Regions from separate parts of the Mus musculus genome. Here region 1 is linked to region 2. Evidence: chromatin contacts called from public Hi-C data. All regions are on one chromosome and are shown on one strand. The core of a region is the stretch at or near the end of the contact, and the rest is flanking DNA. Distances in the headings are between cores, read along the strand shown. Region 1 has its middle 16 kb from the start of Gm34754. Region 2 has its middle 79 kb from the start of Il17rd.

Region 1 (3,619 bases), core at 738-3,237, 180 kb after region 2:
GTCAACTCTGCAATAAGGAAAAAGGATACACTAAAAATACCATGTCAACAAAAGGACTTTTCCTCCAGAGACTTCTAAATCAGTAGGACTTTGATGTCTGGCTATTGTGTAAACAGGGCACTTGCCAGACTGTACTGTGCTCACTCTAGAGAGAATTTCCCTACTGACCCATGGGGGTGAAGGTGAGTGTGCAGGTCTCTCATGCTCCCAGATGGTCAGCTGTCCCCTTTCACCTTGTGTTAGGTAATCTTCCAGGACGTGCGTGCGTGTGTGCGTGCATGTGTGTGTGTGTGTGTGTGCATGTTGGTGTGTATGTTGCTGTATGTGTTTTACTGTATGTGTGTGCACATGTTGGTATGTGTATGTATGTGTGCATGTATGTGTGCATGTTTGTGTGTGTATATATTTCTGTTATTACCTTTTGTGTTTGTGTGTGTGTGTATATGTGTGTGTGTGTGTGTGTGTGTGTGTGTGTGTATGTTTGTTTTGCTTGGTCCATTTTTTAAATGAACACTTGGCTGTAATTTGTGGAGGTGCCCATTCAGATTAATCCAGTGGCTGAAATATAAAAAGCATGGGGTCAGAGTGATGATGTAGCTACTGTAAAACGTACAGAATCACACCCAAGAATTTCTGTAATTAAGTGGTCTTTGCAGGGGTGAGGTCTCTGAGTAGGAAACTATGCAACTAAAGCCTTGGAAAAGTCTCACCAGACTCTAGATGCTTATGGTTACATTTTTGTATGAGATACAAGCTGTGCAGTACCTGTGGTGGTGCCTGTGTGCTAATGGTGCACAGGAAGATGGAATCCGTTCAGCCACTCAACATGAGTGAGCACTTTGATGGGAAAGTGGGAGCAGGAGCCATGGACAGCTGATGGCAGTGAACTGGGTAAGCTGTGTCTAATGAGAGTATACACAAGCTCTCTTGCAGCATGCTGTGGCCTCAGAGGGAGCTCGAAGGTTTTTGCCACCTCTTTAAAATGTCTGCCTGAGCAAATGGCTCTTTTTTAACCCTTGTGGCTGCTGTAGGGCAAGACTCCAGCCACGGTGGCTTCTCCCTCTCATCCTCTCACTGAGAAAACAGACAGTGGGCCATGCCAAGAGATCGTAGTTGTTAGCTGTTCTGTTTTACTCTGAATTTGAACAGAACAGGTGTGAGGCTGGTAGTACTTGTGTAGGTGAGAGAGAGGGGTTTTCACCATCTTATACCCTAGAGTGCAGATTGAAGTACCTTAGGTGAGGTGGATACATTTTGGGACTATAGGCTCTCTTTGGCCTTGTGTTGTATATAATATGAACTATCTTATTTTAATCTTCTATGTAGGGGGAAAAAAACTTCTTTTCTGTCCCAACAAATCTTCCTAATTTAGTAAAACAGAATCTTAGAATTTTTACCTTAGAAGGGAAAGCTTTTCTAAGTCTCTCTTGAAACAGGAAAAACTATTTTTTAAATTTTAAATAAATATTGTAATTATAATGGTAATATGGGGGTTGAACCCAGGGTCTCATAGATAAAGCCAGCCACTGCCCCTGGGGTATATCTCCATCTTCTTTTTCCTCTTAAGTATTTCAGACAGGGTTTTGCTAAGTTGTCCAGGCTGACCTTGAATTTGCTCTATATCCCCGACCAGGCTTAAAGCTGTCATTTTCCACCTCAGCCTCCTGAGTAGCTGAGACTGCAGTGTGTGCTTCCAGGCCCAACAGAAAAATCAAGAGTATTAATTTTTTAGTGTCTTTAGGTGAATTTCCAAATCCTCCCCTAGATGCTGTTTCAGCATGTTTCAGGGATGCATGTTTCAGGGATGGTATTAGCCTTCCCAACTCTAAAATGAGATACACTGAAGTAGCCCCCAGACACACAAGAGCTTCTTCCATCCTGGTATCTCAACTGGACTTTTCCTAGCTGCTCACAATGCTGTGCTGAGTCCCTGGTCAAACACACATCACCAACCTTGTGTGCGGGACAAGATGGATAAACAGTACATTGTGCTCTGGAGTGTGTGTTGCAATCAAGGTATTTTTAAATGCAGGTCTTCAGTATGAGCACATTTGGAGCCTCAGCCTTCTTATCTGTATGGTGTGGGAACGGCTGTAGACAGCATTTCTCTTCCTTACCAGCTCTGCCACTTGGGAAGCCTGTGGGAACAAATATTTGTTTTGTTCCAGCATTGAAAGATAAACACACCAAGGGACATATAGTAAATATTTGCAGCCTCCTGAATTGTCCCCCACCCTGTGTTATTGATGACTTTTTCAGGCATTGCATGGGTGGGTTTTCTGTTGTCAGTTTTTGTTTTTTGTCTTTTTGTTTTGTTTTGTTTTGTTTTGTTTTGTTTTGTTTTGTTTTCCATTGAGTATGACAGCAAACGTCTCCAGTGGTCTTAACATGCTCTTTTCTGGGTGTGATGGTGTGTGCCTGTGGTCCCAGCTCTCCTGGAGACTGAAGCTGGAGGATTAGCTGAGTTCAGGAGCTCAGGTCTGGTCTAGGCTACACAGTGTCACTTTAGAAACAGAAGCAAATAGGCAAAGAGGGCAGAGAGAACAACTTAGTGATAGAAGAAAAAGAGCAGAGAGAGTGAAAGAGAAGAGGGAGGGAAAAGCAGTCTGGAAGGAAGGAAGGAAGGAAGGAAGGAAGGAAGGAAGGAAGGAAGGAAGGAAGGAAAAGTAATGCCTTAGAGTACTAGATATTTCCACCTCAGACCAAGGTGTGCTGAAGGAGTCGTGTGCCTCTTCTCTCATTTCCTCTTAGCAACTTGAAGGGAAATGCAGAGGATGACACACCAGGATGAGATAATGCCTGGGATCTGGTGGGTGACATCATCCCAGAAAGGCTTCCTGTGAGAACGGGAGTTTCCGGGCCAGAGTCCTGAGATCCTGAGGGGTGAGGGACCACACTGTTTTCATCCGTAGATTTTGCAAACCTAGCAACCAGGGCCACTTTCTTTCTGCTCTAAGTAAAAGGAGATGCAGCAATGGTGGGGCCATGATCCTTTGCTGTGAGCTTAGAATCTGAAGGTCTTCTTGTGTCAAGGGATCCATGCAATGAGAAGGGCCTGTGAGCAAACCCAGCCATGAATGTCATCTCCAGGCTGCCCAAGTTTGGGTAGGGGGTGCAGAATCTCAAGATCAGACAACCAGGATTTTATCCACCACTGTTTTGTTTAACATATTTCTATATGTTTAATAAACTCTCATCAAAACCATTGTTTTTTTAAACATATTTCTATATGTTTAATAAACTCTCATCCTGGGACATTCATAGATACAGAAAAGCTACAGCCAAGGCGAGAGTCCAGAGAATCCCTGATTACCTTTGCCCAGCTCCCCATCACACTAAACACTTAGCACAGTTAAGAGAGAGTGTTGGTATTTTACTACTGAGATCATAGTAGACTCTGTTGAGACTTGACCACACGTTCATCATATTTAATCATCCATCCATCCATCCATCCATCCATCCATCTATCCATCCATTCATCCATCCATCCATCCATTCATCCATCCATCCGAGACCAGGACTTACTATGTAGTCTAGACTGGCCTCACACTCACGACTCAACATTCTTTTTTAAAAACTGAAAGCTTAATCCCAGTATAGTGATGCTGCCCTGGACTCT
Region 2 (3,686 bases), core at 1,091-3,590:
ATGTGTGCTGTTTTCTCTGTTTGCTCAAAGCACACATTTCATAGAAGATTCATGTCTACTAGAACATGAGAAACCCAGGCCAAGTGACTATCTAGGCAAGAAGATGATAGCAGGTCCTGGGTTAGGGATCGTAGCATTTGTGGAGCCTGTAGTATAGGGTACAGCTAATAGAAATCTGAGTTTGGGGTGTCCAAGCCTCCCAAATGCCGGCATTCCAAGCATGAACCACTGATCCCCACATTGAGAGTAGTAGTGCTGAAATCCTTTGAAGGCAGGGAACTTACAACCTTCTAATACAGCTGGCTCCACTGTGGGGATGAGGAACCAGAACTCTGTGCCCCTCTGAGGATAAGATGTGGCCTCCAGACCTCTGCTGCTCTTGTTCTTCCTGTCTGTTTCACTTCCTGATTGGCCTGCCTTCCATCCATACCCATCCAAGACAGCGTTCTGCACTTCTTGTTATCCCTGAAGTCCCTGTCCCCAGCCAGAAGTCAGGGTGCCACTGAGTCCTGTGTGAGCATCGGAGAAAGCAAAGCTCAGGAGGTTGAGCAAGAGGATCAGAAGTTCAAGGCCAGCCTGTTTTCAGAATCCAAGATAGGCAGTGGGAAAGGGGACAAAAAGAGGCAGGGGGAAAAAAGAAAAGAAAAAAAAAAGCAAAGGCATTGCCATAATCTAGAAGCCCTCAAGGTCAAGGTCTGGGTTGCTCAGGACACTGATACTGAATTGGGGTGGAGGTGGGGGTAGGGATGAGGGTGGGGGTGGGAAGGTTATTTATTTGTCTTTTTTGTTTTTTATTTTTGTATTTCTATTCTTTCTCTGATCTTTTCTGAATTATTCTGAGTCACTTTATTCATTGTGGTCTTTATTGTACTGACTGAAAACCTTGGGCCCTTAATCTTCTTAAACCTTAAGGATTTCTGCAAATAATCTCTGATTTGGATTACCTGGTGTCTATAATCAAAGAGAGGGGAAATGAAGTAGCCGTGTGTGGTTCTGATTCACTAAGGTTTTCTGGGAACATATGCACAGACAGACAGATAGACAGACAGACACAGACACAGACACACACACACACACACACACACACACACACACACACACACACACACACACACGACTTGGAAATAGTATTTTGTTTGTTTGAAACAGAGTTTGATACATAGCCAGGCTGGCCTTGAACTATCCATCCCCCTGGCTCAGCATCCACAGTGCTGGGGTTATAAGTATGTACCAGTAAACCCTGCCAAATGTTCTTGTGTTTGCTTTATTTGAGATAGGGTCTCACTCCGCAGCACAGAGTAGCCCAGACCTCACTGTAAGCCCAGGCTGGTCTCGACTTTATGGTAATCCTCCCACTTCATCCTCCACATTCTAGGATCACAATCATAAGCTACCATGGCCTGCCAGAGGTTGTCTTGAACCCCATAGCCCAGTTTAATGACTGCATTCCAAGCCATACCATGGAAGACTGGGTGTACAGCTCAGTAGAGCATTTACCTAGCATGCACGAAGCTCCAGGTTTAGTCCCCAGCACCACACAGAACGAATGCCTTTAGGAGAAAGTGCTAGACCTGTCTTGGTGCCGAGTTCCTGTTATCCAGAACATGGGCAGTGTTCTTCCCATTGGAGTTGGCAGCCCAGTGGCAAAGACAACAGATGCAGAGCTGACAACCATAGCGTGCAGGTGACATGGAAATGATAGTAGGGAAGGGTCATGCCATTGGCTAGAATGAGGGGAGGACCCTTCCCTACTATCATTTCCATGGAGGCAGAGCGGGTTTGGTGAGAGAATGTGTCTCTGAGAAGGTACACATGAGTAGAAGCCTAAGTGTGTGAGCCTGTGGATATATGGGCAAAGGCCATGCATATGGAGCTCAAGGATAGCTCTTCTTTCTCTTCCTCTAGGGTCTCAAGTAGCCCAGGCTGGCCTCAAACTCCCTATGTAGCCGAATACAACCTTATACTTCTAATACTCCTGCTTCCACCTTCTAGGCACTGGGATAAGCGGTGTGAACGACCTCACCTGGTTTATATGATGCTGGAGGTTGAGCCCATGGCTTTGTGCATGTTAGGCAAGCACTCTACCATCCAAGCCACATTGCCAGCCAGCCAGCCTGTTATCTCTTGAACACAGGGTGAGTCTGGTTGACTTGAGAAGGGGAAGGGAATGAGACAGTGTAGGAAGAGGGTCCTCCCCTCATTCTAGCCAATGGCATCATGCGCTGTGATGCTGGCTGGGAAAGCTGGTACTTCATTTTTTCAGAGGCTGTCAGCTCTGCTGCCATGCAGAGAGCTGGAGGGCAACAGGATCATCCCAGATGATTTATTTGGAAGGCAGCGGGGTCAGGGGAGAAGCTGGTTCTAAAGGTCTCCCGTAGGACTCGCTTGAGGGCACAGTCCACTGCTTCTGGTTAAATAGCTGGCACTGGTGTAATACATAATAAAGAGTCATAGGATTTGGGGGATGCCTGCACCTCTGCGCAGCCATTGAACACAGGGCTGGAAGAGCCAGTGCCTTCATTTCTCGAATGTCTCCCAACTTTTCAGAGGCACCCTCACAAGTGTGGCTAAGTTGAAACCAGTATGTCCCAGAAGGACAGGCTGGTGCACATAGCCAGAAATGGAGAAGGACAGAGAAGGTTCACAGCCTCAGAGGGTCACACATCCTTGAAGCCTGGCTGCCTCCAAGTTATTCATGGTCTTCCACTGCCTCCCACCCACAGTCACCCTTGCTGAGGTGACAGAAACCTCAGAGATGTTTGCCTATCCTTTCACTTCACTCAGTCTCCAGGGTGCCACTGCTCCATCGCTGTCTCCTCTCTCTTTTCCCTTTTGGCTAGAAAACAAATACTATCTAGCCTAAGAAATTCTGGCCATCTTCTTATTATGTACCACTGAAAGCTGTAGAATAGAGCGGGGCATGGTGCTGCTCACTCAAAATCTCAACACTTAGGTGGTGGAGGTAGGGGGAATCAGGAGTTCCTTGGCTATAGATTGAGTTTGAATCTGAGGCCATCCTGGATTACATAACACCCCGTAACAAATATATAAACATTGTAGAATAAAAAAAATGAAATTCTTTTTCTACTCACCATTGCTTCCAGAGATAATGTGTGCTTATTTTTATATGCAGGTGTGTGTGTACCTGTGAGTAGCATTGTGTGTGTGTGCATGTGTGCACACACTCACATACCTGTGCCATTTATTGTATGTGTGTGGAGAGCAAAGGACAACTAGGGGATTGAATTCAGGTCATCAGGCTTGGTAGCAGATGCCTTTACTAGCTAAGCCATCTGTAAAAGCTGTCATACTTGAATCATTTAAATGTATTATTCAGCAATTAATTTTTCTCCATTTAGCTATGTCTAAGAGTGCTTTCTCTATCCACATGTCGGTAAAACTTTACATAAATGCGTGTGGGCATATGTTTACTTTCTCTTAAGTATATATGTGGCAGTGTTTGGGGGGAGGTAGTAATGCTGAGCACTGCATTCAGGGTCCCTCACATTTTAGGCTTGTGCTCCATGCTTAGCTTCATACTTAGCCCAAGTTACCGGGTCACATGTTAACACCATTTGAAAAGCGTATCTGCCATGATGGCTCTATCTCACAGCCCACACCAGGGGACGTGGGCTTCAGTTTCTCCACATCCTAAAGTCCGTCTTTGTGATCACTGCCATTCTGGT

What was found. A called contact is a pair of places that touch in the nucleus more often than the background predicts.
Region 1: a Hi-C map of liver shows a contact between it and region 2, with 2.3 times the contacts expected there. The contact joins two enhancer-like sites. A contact is called at or near these places in 2 of 484 Hi-C or Micro-C datasets (Sertoli cells and liver) and 1 of 9 other capture datasets (adipose tissue).

What each region holds. Positions count from the first base shown.
Region 1 is chr14:27,297,049-27,300,667 of GRCm38.p6, forward strand. It overlaps a transcript of Arhgef3 not described here. Among named protein-coding and RNA genes, the nearest start is that of Gm34754, 16 kb to the left of the region's middle. Within about 2 kb of position 1,988, at least 31 of the 459 cell types and tissues checked have an H3K27ac peak or open chromatin away from gene starts, as enhancers often do. A contact at or near this core is called in liver, where this site is marked.
Region 2 is chr14:27,116,456-27,120,141 of GRCm38.p6, forward strand. It overlaps a transcript of Arhgef3 not described here. Among named protein-coding and RNA genes, the nearest start is that of Il17rd, 79 kb to the left of the region's middle. Within about 2 kb of position 2,341, at least 2 of the 459 cell types and tissues checked have an H3K27ac peak or open chromatin away from gene starts, as enhancers often do. A contact at or near this core is called in liver, where this site is marked.